2 separate regions of the Mus musculus genome follow, and region 2 is linked to region 1. A link is a contact called in public HiChIP or PLAC-seq data. All regions are on one chromosome and are shown on one strand. Each heading gives the region's core, a stretch centred on a gene start, on an enhancer-like site or on the middle of the called end of the contact. The rest is flanking DNA. Distances are from core to core; before and after follow the strand shown. Region 1 overlaps Nid2 (nidogen 2). Region 2 has its middle 27 kb from the start of Kcnk5.

The links. HiChIP or PLAC-seq counts read pairs in DNA pulled down with a chosen protein or histone mark.
Region 2: a contact with region 1 is called in an H3K27ac HiChIP or PLAC-seq map of differentiating embryonic stem cells, with 2.8 times the contacts expected there. The contact joins two enhancer-like sites. A contact is called at or near these places in 3 of 115 datasets of contacts at active chromatin or transcription factors (differentiating embryonic stem cells, embryonic stem cells and extraembryonic endoderm stem cells).

The regions. Positions count from the first base shown.
Region 1 is chr14:19,776,059-19,779,184 of GRCm38.p6, reverse strand. Nid2 (nidogen 2) reads right to left here. Exons shown (of 21, transcript NM_008695.2): 5 at 1,040-1,189; 6 at 202-447. Among named protein-coding and RNA genes, the nearest start is that of Nid2, 26 kb to the right of the region's middle. Within about 2 kb of position 1,649, at least 27 of the 459 cell types and tissues checked have an H3K27ac peak or open chromatin away from gene starts, as enhancers often do. A contact at or near this core is called in differentiating embryonic stem cells and extraembryonic endoderm stem cells, where this site is marked.
Region 2 is chr14:20,207,071-20,210,196 of GRCm38.p6, reverse strand. No RefSeq gene overlaps it. Among named protein-coding and RNA genes, the nearest start is that of Kcnk5, 27 kb to the right of the region's middle. Within about 2 kb of position 1,611, at least 50 of the 459 cell types and tissues checked have an H3K27ac peak or open chromatin away from gene starts, as enhancers often do. A contact at or near this core is called in differentiating embryonic stem cells and extraembryonic endoderm stem cells, where this site is marked.

The sequences.
Region 1 (3,126 bases), core at 400-2,899:
AAATAGGAATTTACCAGTCATTAAACCATTATGTTTCTTTCTGTAAGAGCAGAAAGCTTTCCACGTACAACAAAACCTCTGCAATTCAAAACCTCCAACAGCCTGGAATCTGAGCACGTTTCTCCAGAAACAAAATCATCCGCAGAGGCTGCCCAGGTACCACATCTGAATCCCGGTTTGCCAGAACTGAGCTCTGCTCACCTGTGAGGCTGAAGCCATTCTCAGAGCCTGGCTTCTCCAAAGCAAAGAGCCAGCCAAACAGACCTCCAATGGGCAGGACAGGGAGCAGGGCCTGGGCTGCCGGCTGTGGGACATGGCTGATGGCAGTGTAGGCTCTGCCATCATTGCCCACGATGTAAGCGTGTAGATCCACGTCAGTGAAGTGCACAGGAATGTGACCCACTCGGAGGCGACCACTCACTTTCCCATTCACTCGGTGAGGTGCCCCTGAAAGACAAAAGCAATCCTTTCAGCCTTGGCCCCCATCAGGCTGGGGACCGGTGTACACAGATGAGCCCACTCTCCTGACCACGCCTCATGCTCACTCTTTGGAGACATTTCTTTACTATTATTGCTGTTCTCACTGTTGGTTTGGGTTTCCTTGCAATAAGCTCTCTGTAGACGCCAACTGAGGATTCGTGATAAAATCTAGGCTAGCCTTCAACTCTCAACCCTCCTGCTTCTCCTGTCTCAACAGTGTTACAGTCATAGTTAGAGCGACATTTAACAAGTCCCTTCTGTGATCGGTTCCTCACTTATGACCCAGTCCTGCCTGTCTCTCTTCCATTCCCCTTCTTCACCCTCCCCTTTAGCTCTACCAAGCTAGAAAGAGGGCAAAATAGAAACGTTTCAAGTCACTCTCAAATTGGGAAACCAGTCCAAACGTATTTATCACTCAGTCATCCCCTGAACCCTTGAAAGTCACTGGTGCTGGGATTCAGGCATCAGAGATGTAAGGACACCAAGCAGAACCCACACTGGAACTGGAAACAGGCAGGGGTCAACAATATACATGCAGCAGCCCCGGCCTGTCAATCACCTTCTGGCAGGCAGTGCTTCCCGTTTCCGTAAAACCTCGACTGGCAGTGGCAGCAAAAGCCAGTGGTGTAGTCGGTGCAGAAGGCATGCTGGGAGCACCGGCCGTGGCTGTGTTCGCAGGTTTCCAGGTTGGCGCCATTATACGTGAAGACTGAAGAATAAAGCAAAGAGCATTAGAAAGCCAAAGGATTCCAGCATCGCTACTACCAAGCTTCGCCAGACGTCACAAGCGCTCCGTAAAACGGCTTGGACTGTAATAAACAAATAGATTTGACGCTACAAAGATGGGAATAACATTCAGCCTGAGGGATTAACTTTATATGTTCTGGCAAGATGCTCAGATCATTGCGGCCAACTGGGTCTTACTACAATGAGGGTGAGCTGAGTGGCCTGAGAGCAGCCTTGCAGACAAACCGTAAGCGCGCATTAGAGTGAAATTTGTGAAATCACTATTTGGTGAGGTGGGGAGAAAAAAAGGCCAAATACTGGCAATTTTGTATGACTCAATGTAAGAGTAATCTTTTGAGAGGAAGTCAAAAGAGAGGAACTAAGAACCAAGGTCTGTCTAACTCTTATGGAACCCAAGCTTAAAGGATGTACACACACTTGCTGCGTCAACACTTGCCGTCAAATGCAGGACTGGGGAGGGAAGAGAGACGACAAGAAACAGGACTGAGGAGCCCCAGGTCCTTGCAGGCTTTGTGCTTCCCAGCTTGAGGATGACTTTCATGCAACAGAAACAGCCTAGTCCACAGAATCTCCACAAAACCACCCTGCACCAGAGGAAGCTCGACCCCCAAATCTCCCACACTCTCTTCCCATTACAGAGAGGTAGCTGTGCAAGAGGGAGACGAAACGGAGAGAGCAAGAACGAGAGGAGCCTGCCCTCAATGCCATCACGCTATCCTCTGCAGAAGAAATGGCCAAAGTGTGCCTGAAAGTTGGGTCACAGGCAGGTGAGTGCTTTCCGCTAGGATGCTGGGCAATACCTCAATTCCAAGCACGGCCACTAGGAGGCAGGGTACTGCGCATGCTTCTGCCTCCCATCCCCCAGAAGTCAGGGTAGTCTGGAGACACCTAGAGAACGCTGATCAAGCAGGAAGGGCAAAGAGTTTTAGTGCACTTTAGCCACTGATGCTGGCCTGAGTGTCAGCTCTGGAAAGAAACAGGCTGTGGTGGCCTTCCAGGGCTATGTTTGAAAACAAGGAACAGGCCAGGGTGGAAAAAACTGAAGACTCAGTATTACTGAGAATAATACCCCAGGCGAGAACAAAAACCAAGACAATGAGAAGATCTAGCTTCCCGATGTGTAACAATGCAGCCGCGACAAAGCCTTGCATCAGCAAACACAAGATTTACAGAGCTAACATTTAAGCAGGCTGAAATACACCATCGGCTTTAACATTAACCCTCAGCTGCACCAGAGCTGGGGGCAGCAAGTGCTACTTTTAATCTGTTTTCCAGATAAAGAAACAGAAGCAGAGGATTGCGGTGAGTCACCTGAAGAAGTCATGAGTGCAGCAAGCACATGAGTCTGAATTCTGAAGGTCCAGATCCCTACTACCCCCCCAGGGGTAATCCAACTAACACTAAGGGCTACAACTGAAGGTTAACAACTAACGGGCGTTTGCAGCATGCTGAGAGAAAACACACAGGTAAGAAGTGGCGAAGGGGACTGGAGGTGGCTCAGCGGTGAGGAGTAGTGAAGGCCCAAGTTTGGTTCCCAGAACTCCCATGGGTGGTAACTCCTGCTCCACAGGATCTACTGCCCTCTTCTGGCCTACTTTTGCACCTACACTCACGTGCACATTCCCAAACACAGACAGACATTAAAAGTAAAATACTTATTGAGAAGTGCTGAGAGCAGTGAGAACATTCCTTTAGCAATTAGACATCCTGGGAAGCAGCAAGCTGAGGGCTCATCAGCTTAGAACACCTTGGTTAAAGAGAAAAGCTGACCTGTCAGAATGGAGTCAGTGATTACGCTGAGTGAGCCCAGCTTGACAGAAATAGAAAATTAGTCATAACTCAACTTTTCAACAAGTGATAGGCATTAACTTTTTTTTAAATAAAAAAAAAGACAAAACT
Region 2 (3,126 bases), core at 362-2,861, 430 kb before region 1:
GGGTATGAATCCAGTTGCAGATATACAGAGACACGTCAAAATAGCTAGGGGTGTGTATGGAGTGTTTTGCAAAGATAACACACGTGCTTGTGCGCACACACACACACACACACACACACACACACACGATTCTCCTTATTGGCAGATTCTGTACTTAGGAATCTGTCTATACTGGCTAGAATTTCACCCCAAACTCGATTTTCCTACCTCTTTAGCAGCCACACCTGGAAATGTACAAGCTGTGAAAAACCAGAGTTGCTCAGAGCACAGGTTCTCCCTGCTGAGGTGAGGCAGGCCACAGTCTGCCTTATTTCAGCTCTCATGCACCAACAAAGGACCTTTTTAAAATCCAGTTCATGACGTGTGTGTGTGTGTGGGGGGGTCATTTTGAAGCTTAAAATAGACTTTGGGTGCCAGGCTGAGTAACTCTTTGGCCTTTCTGAGCACAGGGAGACTGTGAAATACCTGGCCAGAAAGCACTGAATTGGACTCAACTTTACTCAGGATCCAACCACAAGTTCAAGGTGCAAAAAGATGTTAAAAAGGCATCTTGGAGTAGAAACACATGATGAGGTTGTGTGTCCATCGGTTGAAGAAAATATTGTGGCCAGTGACTCACAAGAACCTGATCTGCTGTTTTTCTCAGGAACATGGTTTGGTATTTGCTAATTCAGGATGGTTCCATGGTTTAAGAGCATTGGCTACTCTTGCAAAGGATCCAGGTTTGAATCCCAGCATGAATGTAGTAGCCTCTACTGGCACCGCTTGCATGTAGTGCACATACATATCTGTAGGCAGGACATTCATAAACATAAATAAACTAGAAAAAAATTTTTATCAGGTATAGGTGCTTGCTTGTTTACAGACATTTAATGTCATCATGTGTTTCTATTTCAAGCACCAAGTGTAATGACCTGAATTCCACCCCCAGAACCCACAAGACGGAAGAAGAGAGCTGACTTGGACTCCTTTAAGTTGTCCTGTGACTTCCATACACCTGTTGTGGAACAAGCAAACACACTTGCAGAGAGAGAGAGAGAGAGGGAGAGGGAGAGGGAGAGGGAGAGGGAGAGGGAGAGGGAGAGGGAGAGGGAGAGGGAGAGGGAGAGGGAGAGGGAGAGGAAGAAGAAGAAGAAGAAGAAGAAGAAGAAGAAGAAGAAGAAGAAGAAGAAGAAGAAGAAGAAGAAGAAGAAGAAGAAGAAAAAGTTGTAAATGCTGGGTGTGGTGATGTACACCTGTCATCTCAGTATACTAGAGTCTGAGACAGGATGGGCATGAGTTCAAGGCCAGGCTGGACTATATAGTGAGACCCTGTCTCAAAAAAAATAAAAAGTGAATGAATGAGTAGATGGATGGATGGATGAATGAATGAAATGTACCCAAGTGCTTTGCAGAGTGTCTTGAAGTCTCAGCAATAGTGAAGCAGTGACTGCTCCAGCCTGGGCACTTGCACAGGGGTGACACTGTTGCCATGGCACCTGTGCTTATTTACGGTTCAACGCCCACGTTTTAACCCCTTCTTCCCCAGGGCAACCACTGCTGCAATCTGTGCTGCAGCCAGGGAGGGGCCACACCTGAGCAAACAGCAGACACAGGCTCAGCTGGAATGAAGGCCAGCCAGGAGGCTTTACGACCTGGGCCTTATCTTCTGTGGCAGTTACCAAAGCACTGCCCTGCTGTCTGTTTATACAGAGACTATCAAACAACAGGGCCTCGCGCCCTGCTTGCTCAGACCCTGGGAACTGTTCCTACAGGGCTTCTGACTGCACTAACTTGCTTCCTGCTTTCCTGGCTGAATGTTCCCATCGCCTGGTGGGCTTCGGTTTTCACTTTGGAAATGGGGATTAGAAATCGCAATCCTCAATTTACAGAGTCATGGCAAATGTGGGGTCGGCTGCAGTTCAATAGCCTAGGTGTTTGTTCTGGGCCGAAGATGAACAAGATCTGACAATGAGAAGTGAACAGGGAGTCACTCAGCCACAGCTTTGGAATTTTCAGTTAGATAAAGACTCAAGGAAAGGGAGGCATGTGGTGCTGTCCACTCACAAGGAACTTAGCGTCCGTAATTCATTTGTGTTGGTTTTGATTTGCTGAGATTGTAACAGACCCCCAGAGCTTCATTGTAACAGAGCCCTTAAGACCTTAGCCCAACTGACTCCATGATGGAAGTGCCATTCAGGCTGTAAAACTCAGCATGTTCTAGACAGCGCCACCTGTCAAAATGAAAACCAGACTTAATCCATCAAAGTCCACAGTTATGAGAAAGTCTTTAAATGTACCTGACCTTGCTTTTTGGCTTCCATAGTTCTGCTTCTGGCTAACTGTTTTTGTTAACTGAAGTATGTCATGCCAGGACATTTGTGTGTGTGTGTGTGTGTGTGTGTGTGTGTGTGTGTGTGTGTATGAACTAGAAAACTCACCCTGAGAAAGGCTTGGAACTACACTGGGATTTCGAACACCCATTGTAGTTGCCAGCCAGGTAATAAAGACTTTCTATTATTGGCTTAAACCCATGTCTAAGCATCTTTGGATATTTCCCACAACAGAGTCAGGAGCTCACATAGTCCAGGCTAGCCTTGAACTTGATATATAGCTAAGGGTGACATGGGACTCCTGACTCTCCTATCTCCACCTCTCAAGGGATAGGATGACATGTATGTGCCACCACAGCCAGCCCTCCCTTGTCTCTCTCTCTCTCTCTCTCTCTCTCTCTCTCTCTCTCTCAATGAATATCTATTAAGCCTCAACTGTGTACCAGATTCAGTGTTAATGTAACGGCTGGGTATTCTTTAGAGAGCAAAGCAAACAAGATGCTAAAACCAGGCAAGGTTGCCTGTCTGTGATCCTAGTTTGGGAAGACTGGAAAAGGAGAATCATTATTTTGGGGCCAGCCTGGATAACATAGGGAGATTTTTTTTTTTAATTTTTTGAGACAGGGTTTCTCTGTATAGCCCTGGCTGTCCTGGAACTCACTTTGTAGACCAGGCTGGCCTCGAACTCAGAAATCCACCTGCCTCTGCCTCCCGAGTGCTGGGATTAAAGGCGTGTGCCACCACGCCCAGCACATAGGGAGATTTTATCAGAAAACAATGAGAACCAGGAGCTGGAGACATGGCTATTCAAGCA